Regions from separate parts of the Cricetulus griseus genome. Here region 2 is linked to region 1. The links are chromatin contacts, called in public Hi-C maps. All regions are on one chromosome and are shown on one strand. Each heading gives the region's core, a stretch centred on a gene start, on an enhancer-like site or on the middle of the called end of the contact. The rest is flanking DNA. Distances are from core to core; before and after follow the strand shown. Region 1 overlaps Mturn (maturin). Region 2 holds the start of Fkbp14 (peptidyl-prolyl cis-trans isomerase FKBP14).

What was found. A called contact is a pair of places that touch in the nucleus more often than the background predicts.
Region 2: a contact with region 1 is called in a Hi-C map of liver, with 2.0 times the contacts expected there. The contact joins the promoter of Fkbp14 here to the enhancer-like site in region 1.

What each region holds. Positions count from the first base shown.
Region 1 is chr8:86,635,630-86,639,539 of CriGri-PICRH-1.0, reverse strand. It overlaps Mturn (maturin), which reads left to right. Exons shown (of 3, transcript XM_027429669.2): 2 at 2,683-2,805. Among named protein-coding and RNA genes, the nearest start is that of Mturn, 28 kb to the left of the region's middle. Within about 2 kb of position 2,344, at least 1 of the 6 cell types and tissues checked has open chromatin away from gene starts, as enhancers often do.
Region 2 is chr8:86,727,443-86,731,887 of CriGri-PICRH-1.0, reverse strand. Fkbp14 (peptidyl-prolyl cis-trans isomerase FKBP14) reads right to left here and starts at 1,879. Exons shown (of 6, transcript XM_035448943.1): 1 at 1,727-1,879. Plekha8 (pleckstrin homology domain-containing family A member 8) reads left to right here and starts at 1,971. Exons shown (of 14, transcript XM_027429658.2): 1 at 1,971-2,252. The coding sequence starts at 2,213.

The sequences.
Region 1 (3,910 bases), core at 1,095-3,594:
CAGATGGTCCATGGGGAAATTGGTTTTAGGACCTTCCTTAGATGCCCAAATCTGAGGCTGCTCAGAGCTGTTGTGTGAAATGACATATTTACACATACCCTACACACATTTCCCTGTAGTATGCCTTAACTGTCTTAGATTACTCAGGATGCTCAGAACAGTGAGAATGTGAAGTAAGTGTGCATTGTTCTATACTGTTCAAGAATAATGCTAGACAAATGTTGCTTGTTCAGTACAGATGCTGTTTCCCTTCAGATAATTCCCTGGTTAGGTCTCATCCCTGGCTCAGAACCTGTGACTGACTGTAGGAGGCTGGTTACATGACGACGAGAAAGTCACATAGCTCAGGACACAGGTGTTCAGAAAGAGTCAGGGGTGTGCTCTGAACCGTCTTGGCCTCGAGTTCATAGCAGAAAGTCTAGCAGCATGCCCCCAGGACAAGAAGAACTCAGCGGGATTGGGTTACCTTACTGATCTAACGTCACCTTTTGATGACCAGATGTTGTCATCTCTATATAGAAAGTGGAACATGCTCCCTTCCTCTTGAGGGTGACTGCTTGTGCTGCCTTAGCCGGGTGAGGTCAGGCCTGATGTAACAGAAAGAAGAGCCACAGTGTGGTGGTGGCACCACAGATGGCCTGTAATTACACAGTGCTCACATCGGGCGTTTGCTATGGGAGAGGCAGGCCACTCGGGGTGTGGGCTGTGGAGGCCACTTCACTGCAGCTCATGACTGTGGTCAGTATCGGAACTGCTTGAGTTCTCCATGAAAAATACTGAAATGTAGCCCACCTCCAATCAGAAACGCTGGGAGGTAACAAGCTTCCAAGTGACTGTCAACTGCTAAAGCTGGAGAACCCCTGCTCCACTCCACTTCTGGCTTCCTTGGCATCTTCTGCCATCACTGGAGGCCTGCAGCCCACTGTACCCATGGGCTCTAGCACCGACTGTACCCAGGGGCAGCTAGGATTCTTCAGTCTGACACTTCCAGCTGAGCTATTTCTATGGTTGCAGCCAGCTTCTCCAGTTGCTGCTGCAGCTTTTCCCTGGCTAATGTTGTGCTCGGTTATGTGTGCCTGGCTAATGTTGTGCTTGGTTATGTGTGCCTGGCTAATGTTGTGCTCGGTTATGTGTGCCTGGCTAATGTTGTGCTCGGTCATATGTGCCTGGCTAATGTTGTGCTCGGTTATATGTGCCTGAAGTATTTTGCCAGCTGCAGCTGCAGTGGTTGTATCTGGTGGCCCAGGACTCTGGGCTTTAGCCACCCACCCATTTATCTTTGTATGAAAGACCTTCAGACTCTGATGGCAGGCTCTGCCCGCTCACCTGGCTGCTTGCTCTCTCATCACCCCCGGTTTTATGTTTCTTTCCTTTTTATTATTTTTCTTTTGTCCACTCCCCTCCCCCCGCCCCCCTCTCCCCAGCCACACACACACATCAGACTTATTTTTCAGATCAAACTTGTCTTGTATTCCAACCCTGCTAGATACCTTTAGTTTTGGAAAGAAGTAGTTTAAATAAAATGAAATACTTTTTATTTTTAAATACAGTAGATATAAGATGATTAGCAGTTAATAAATGGTGTTGTCATATCCTCACTTAGACCCCAGCTGTGTCAGAGGTCTCCACAGCTCTTCTTGGGCACCCTGCAGTGAGAAAGAAGATGATGAGCTGCGCTCATGGGATGGCAAACAACTTTCTAGGGTGATGCCCTGCTTATGTACATGAATAGAAGCAGGCAGGTAGTGCTACGTGGGCCCCTAGGATCCCTTCTCTAGCTAGGTCTTGTCTCCTACTGCCTAGCCTCTGAGTCTCCTCCAGTCCACCAAGCACCTTCCCTTTCACCAGGCCTTAGCACTGTCTCATTGGTTGACACCCTGAGTCAGACCCCTGGGCTACCCTGTGTTCCTGGCTGGTTGGCTCTGCAGATCTGGGGCTTCTTCAGCTAGACCTCATCAGCCTGTTTCTCTGGCTTATTCTAGATCTTTGACCATTATGGGAAAAACTTTCTTTAGTTTTAAAGACATAATAAGGTGGATTTCCTCGAATAGAGAAACATTTCCTGGCCTCAGTAACAAGAACAAACCTAAATGCAGGCTGCTCTCCACAGGCACTAGGTTGAATTAGTGATGTGTGGGTACGATGCCCACCTAAGGTGCCCTGAAGGATGACTGGCTTCCTGGTGACTCGGTGCCGACTTTGCAATTTCTCATAAGTTTGTTCCATTCTGAAGAAATTTCCCAACACCCCTTTTCAAGGGGCGATCTGCAGAGGGAACACCTTGTTCCAAGTACATGATTACAAACTATGGTTAATTAATTCTTCAGCTGTAGCTGAGGGCAAAGTAAAGGAATTTGAAGGCCAGAGCTCTGATTTCTCCTCCCTCCTCTTTTAAAATGAGCCTCATGCACCCGCTGGAGACGGTGAGCAGGGGTGATGTCTGCCTCCCTGGTCTCTAGTTACTTGGGAGCAGATGGCAGACAGCAGGTGACACAGGGAGCATGAAGCTTGGGGAAGTCCTATGGATTTGACATTTTCTGATCCCTTGCCATGCAGAGAAACGAAGAATGAGTGGATGGGTTTCACTCTGTAACAGAGGCTGACTTTGAATGCGTGATTCTTTAAAACTCTAGGGTAATGACTTGTGTTCTCTGTTTCCTTCTTGCCCTTACGGGGCCGCAGCACGTGTGGAGTGAGAGCGAAGACTGCCTGCCCTTCTTGCAGCTAGCACAGGATTACATCTCTTCCTGCGGCAAGAAGACACTCCATGAAGTCTTGGAAAAAGTCTTCAAGTCCTTCAGATCTGTAGGTGCTGCATGGCTTCTGAAGTCTCCCTGTAACACTCCATAACCACACCATGATAGCGGGGATGGTCGGAAAGGGGACAAGCCCAGGGTGACTATTCTTATGTCTGCTGTTGGCCCTGCAGTATAAAGATAGCAGCCAGTGTGGGGAGGCAAAGATGGGATGTGACATGGCCTTTTGGTGCAGGAATGGTGGCTATTTCCAGCATCACTTGAGTTGAGAAGTACTGACAGGGTGGAAGCAAACAGAGCCTTTCCGAGACAATGAAGTAATCCATTTCTCGCCCACTAGACTCCAAGTCCACCTGGAAATAGTGTGCTTTTTGTTTGTTTGGTTTTCTCATAGTGGTGCTTACATCAGGGACATGACCAGAAATCTAGATAAAGCCCGTCCACATTTGTGCCTGTGGGGATGGGCGGCGTTGGATAATGATTCTTTTCTTGTCTCCGTTCTCAAAAACACTTGCATAAAACTTGCCTCCCCTCTTGGGATTTAGGACTCTATTTCTGTGGCAAGCTGATGGTCTGCTTTCTTAATAGCTGATGACATGTGAAAGTGACTGTTCACCCTAGCTTGGTGGTTCCTTACTTCTGCCTCTCTCCCAAAGCATCATGATATGCCCCGCCCTAGTTTGCTTCCCTGCCCACTGTGAATATATTCCATGAATTCAGTAATATGCTGTGGAATTTGTATATCTACTTCTCTACTAAACATTTCAAGCTTGCTTTCTGGTCCAGGGAGGTCGGTTGCATAACTGCCTTCTGACATCTCAAGGTTAGTAAGCATTTAGCCTCCTGGCTGGCACTTGTGGTATCCAGCAGTTGTGTGTGGCATTGTCTAATTCATGGACAGGAATAAACTGAGGTCCAAGATGACAGTACCTTCCAGAAAGGACTTATGTTGGCCCTGCCAGGACTTGAGAGCCTTGTCAGCCTGTGGCGGCCTTCAGTTCTTGATTTGCAGTTCCCAGACACTCTAGGTGATGAAAAGACAGGCTTCGGATCTTGTGGCTTTAGCTCATCTTTGTTCCAGGAGTGTGGGCCTTTGGGAGACCTCCAAGTTAAAGTGGGGACCCTGCTGTAGTATGTTCCCATAGAGGGCCCTC
Region 2 (4,445 bases), core at 630-3,129, 93 kb before region 1:
ACGACGGCTTCGGGTAAGTCCGGGACTCCCACCTACCCTCCCAGGAAGACGTGGCACTTTTACTACCAACTTTGGCACACACACTGCGAACTCTCCTTTAAAGAGTTAAAGTCCCATCGTAGCATGATTGGCTCTAGAAGGGGCTGCTTGGGCAGGGCTGCCTTCCACTGGCTGACGGTGCTGTCACTCAGGCTCCCCTCCAGCCAATGGCGCTGCAACAGTGCAGAGCTTCGGTGTCGCGGCGGGTCAGGCGGCCGGGTCCAGCCACCCCAGTAGTCCTAAAGCCCGCGGGCTAAGAAAGTCTCCCACCTAGGGAGGGCAGCTGGGTGCACAGCTAACAGGAAACTCCCTGGGAGACGGCTTTGCCTCTGTGAAGAACTGCAACTGAGCCAACTGAAGAGCCCCAGGTGACACTGGCTTTTGGCAAGACCGGATACTGGAGAGCACCCTCTCCGAGATACCACAGAGGATTGCTCAGAACCGTGGCTTACTAACTTGAAGCTAGACTCCAAGGACGGACAAGGATGCTTTAGGGTTCACAAGGCACTTCTGGTGCAAGGTCTTCCTTCACTAACTTAACGTGGTTATTTTCCCCATTTAGACGTTGTCCTGGGTTAAAACATCATGACCAATAGCAACTTGGGGAGGAAAGGACTTTTATCGATTACACTTCATATCACAGCCCATCATCTAGGGAAGTCTGGACAGGTACTCAAGACAGGAGTCTGGAAGCAGGAACCGATGGGGAGGCCATGGAGGGTGCTGCTCACTGGCTTACTTAGCCTGCTTTCTTATTAGCGCCCAGGACCACCTGCCCAGGGATGGCACCGCTCGCAATGGGCTGGACCCTCCCACGTCAATCAGCATTTCAGAAAATGAACCACAGACTTACCTATAGACAAATCTTATGATGGTTCAGAGCTCACCTTTCCAAATTACTTTATCTTGTGTCAAATTGGCATAAAACTAGCCAGCACCAAAGATAAACAAATTGAGGCTAGAAGTTAGTGTCCTGTTTAAGGTCACTTGGTGCAAACAATTGGCACTCCGCCTTAAGACTAAACGTGATTCATTCTAAACATGACTGTTGATGACTGTTAATGATCCATCATTTGAACGTCCTTATTGTAGAGTAAATAATGGCTAAGGACGTGCCTCTTTAACGAGGAAATGGCATTAGCATTTAAGAGTTACACAGCTTCAGGTTCCTAGTTCTACATGGTCGCCTTAATTTCAGACGTAGCCCATGGTAGCAGATGGAGAGGAAACTGAGAAGAAGATTCTCTAGATTAAACCTGAAGCAAACAGGGCATTAAGCAAGGTGTGCAGTTCAGGTAAATAACCAATTAAGTTATATATTATTTACCACACCTGTCAACCTTACACTAAGGGGAAAGAAAATGCCCACACTTTAGCACTTCAGAGCATGTTTCAGGGCCGTTTGGGTTACGTTGGGTTGCATCGTGCTCTTTCTTGACATTCCCCTTCCACTTAACGTGTGATTAACACTTTCTTGGCTACAAATGCTAACAACTTCATTTCCACACTTGCATGTGCATACGAATTCCCCTTGGAGAGCTTGTGAAAATGCAGACATTTGATCCAAAAGGTCCGGGACCTGGGCGAGATTGTATTTTTAACAGAATCCCAGGTGAAGTCAAGGCCAGCGGTCCAAAGCCCAAGCCTTCCCTGCAGAGGCCCGCGGTTTGAAATGCGCCCGCCTTACCCTGGAGTGCATCCGGAAACGCTCTACAGACGTGCCTCGTCCGAGGGTTCCGGGTCCCTTACACTGACGAGCCTGAGGTTACAAGCGGGATCCCTGGAGACTAGAACCCGGGGGTGACCCGCTCCCCCACGTCCGCACCCGCGCCCCGCCCTCCGGCCGCACGGCGCCGCGGCCAAACCTCGGCGTGGATTTGGGAGCGTGCGCGCGACGCAGTGGGCATGCGCGAGCGCGCCGGGGCGGGCGCTGTGAGCTCGGCGGCCGAGGTGAAGGCGCCCGCGACCGTCGCCTCGGGGGCCGCGCCTCCCTGGCCTCGCTCGGCCGGCCGCTCCGCCTAGTTTACCCCGACGGCGCCCGGCGCAGGCGCAGACCCCCGACCAGAAGCTGGTGCTCCCCGGCTGTCGCGGTGAGCCCGCCCCCGGGCCCAGGATGTGAGGCCGGTCCCGTGTCCCCGCGGCGGGCCGGGGCGGCGAGGGGCCCGCGGGCGCCATGGAGGGCGTGCTGTACAAGTGGACCAACTACCTGAGCGGTGAGTGCCGGCCTCCGGGGGCGGCTCGCGGCCGCGACCGAGACGCGGCTGCAGCCCGCAGCCCGGGCCCGCCGCGGGGTCCACCTCCGTGTCGCCAATTGGGCGCGGGGCGGCCTTGCCTGGGCCCTAGGCCGGCTGCGGGGAGCCGAGCGGGTGCCAGCGGCCCCCGGTATGCTGGAGTCTCCACGCAGACACCCTCCCTGTGTGTGCACCTTCAGGGTCATACCCTGCAGACCCAGGTAGCCGAGCGCTGTCTAGCTGGCTCCGCAGTCCAAACCCCGAAGTGTGCGCTAGCGTTCGGCTTTTTTCTGCCTTTTTTTCTTTTCTCCCCTCCGAATATTTCTTTTGTTTCAGACTCTGTCATAAAATGAATGCAGATATTAGCAACCGTGTCCTTGCCTTGTCCAACACAATGGCTTAAAACAGCACCCTGCCCGCTTCTAGCTTTTTGGAAGGCACTTTCCTCAACTATCTAGAAGCTACAACTATTCCTCAGCTGTGAAGATGGCTCTCAGGGAGCATTGTTTCCACCTGAACAGCCAACATTTAATAAATTACACGCCACATGAACTGTGCTGGGTGCGTCTTCAAAGTTAAACTTTTTCTTACTGAAAAACGGGTTAACATTGAACGTGTCAGTGAGAACGCAGAAACCTGAAATCTGCCCATCTAGAGTTGGAGTGTCCACACCCTTTGATGGGACAATTCTGTTGTAAGGACGGCGTGGCTGGGAAGAATTGACACAGTACCTTTGAGGAGGTCACAGCACTGAGCCGACCGAAGTACACCTGTCAGGGCGTACCTGAAATCTCTGTCTAGATAGTGCAGTAATTAGCCCTGAGTTATTTCTTTTTCCTTTAATCACTACCAGAGGGAGTGATGGGAGGTGTTTCCCTTTAAAAGACCTGGTCTTCACTACAGGGATCTCCAGTGATGCCAGCAGAGATTACTCAGAGCTGGGCTTCAGCTTGTTGAATTCTGGGGGCCTATTGATATGCTGCTTATGTGAGGAGAGGAGGCTTAAGCAAGCCATTCTCCTTTTGAGGTTGTCCTAAACTCTGAGAGGTAGGTCTGCATCTTAATACTAAAACGTTGAGGCAACTGCACTCCCCTCCCGCTCTCACACAGACCCCCCCAACACACACACACACACACACACACACACACACACACACTCCACCTTCTCCACCCCCAACCTAATTTCCTTCTTCCTTTCCCTCCCCTTTCTGTATAGAAAGTTTTAGTAGTAAAATGTTCTCTCCCCCCATCTTCTGTAATCACAAATTTTTTCTAGAAGAGTCTTCAGGAATTTTTGTTCTGGGATGCCCATACCATCTATTTTGAGGTTGAGCCTACTTTTTTCTTCCCTGAGTAAGAGCTCTTAGTACTGTTGAGTGGTTTCTGGGTGAATCCTAAAGATGGGCACTGGAGTCATTGCTGCTTGTTCCTTCGGCTTGCGTGCCACTTGCTCTTCATTTAAGGCCCCCACTCCTCTGGCTACTCTTCTGGATATGCTGAGAGCTGTGGTCCAGCACATTGTCTTTCATTAGAAGATGGACTTACTTTGGAAGAGAATGGCACAAGCTCAGGAAGGTCATACTGGTCCCTGTCTCCTTTGCTTATTGGTCTCCCACAAAGAGTTGTTGGAGTGTGAGTGATGAGCTTTCCTAGAGACACGACTACTTTTTTCTTCTGAAACTTTTGTTTTTAAAATATTTTTATTAATTCTTTGAGAATGTCACACACTTTATTTTGATCATGTTCATCCTGCTTCCCCTTCTCTAATTCCTCCTATAGCCACCCTTTCCACGTTCACTCCCCACACAATGTGAGGTTCTCTTCCTGCTAGTGTTGCCACACACTCTCCAGAGGGGGGCCTGCCAGGGATCACACCATTAAGGAAAACTGACTCTCGATCTCCTAGCAACTATCAAATGCCAGTAGTTACTCAGTACTGGGAATTCATGCCCTGCCCCCAATTCTGCTGGGAATTTGTCTGGCCTTAGCTTACAAAAGTCTTGTGGATGTTTTCACAATCACTGAGTGCATATGAGCAACTGTCCTGTTGTGTCCAGAAAACATTTGTTTCCTTGATGTTATCTACCATCCTTGGGTTTGACTGTCTTTTCACCTACTCTTCCACCGAGATCCCTGGGCCTTAGGAGTAGGGCGTGACCTGTTTGTTCCCTTTAG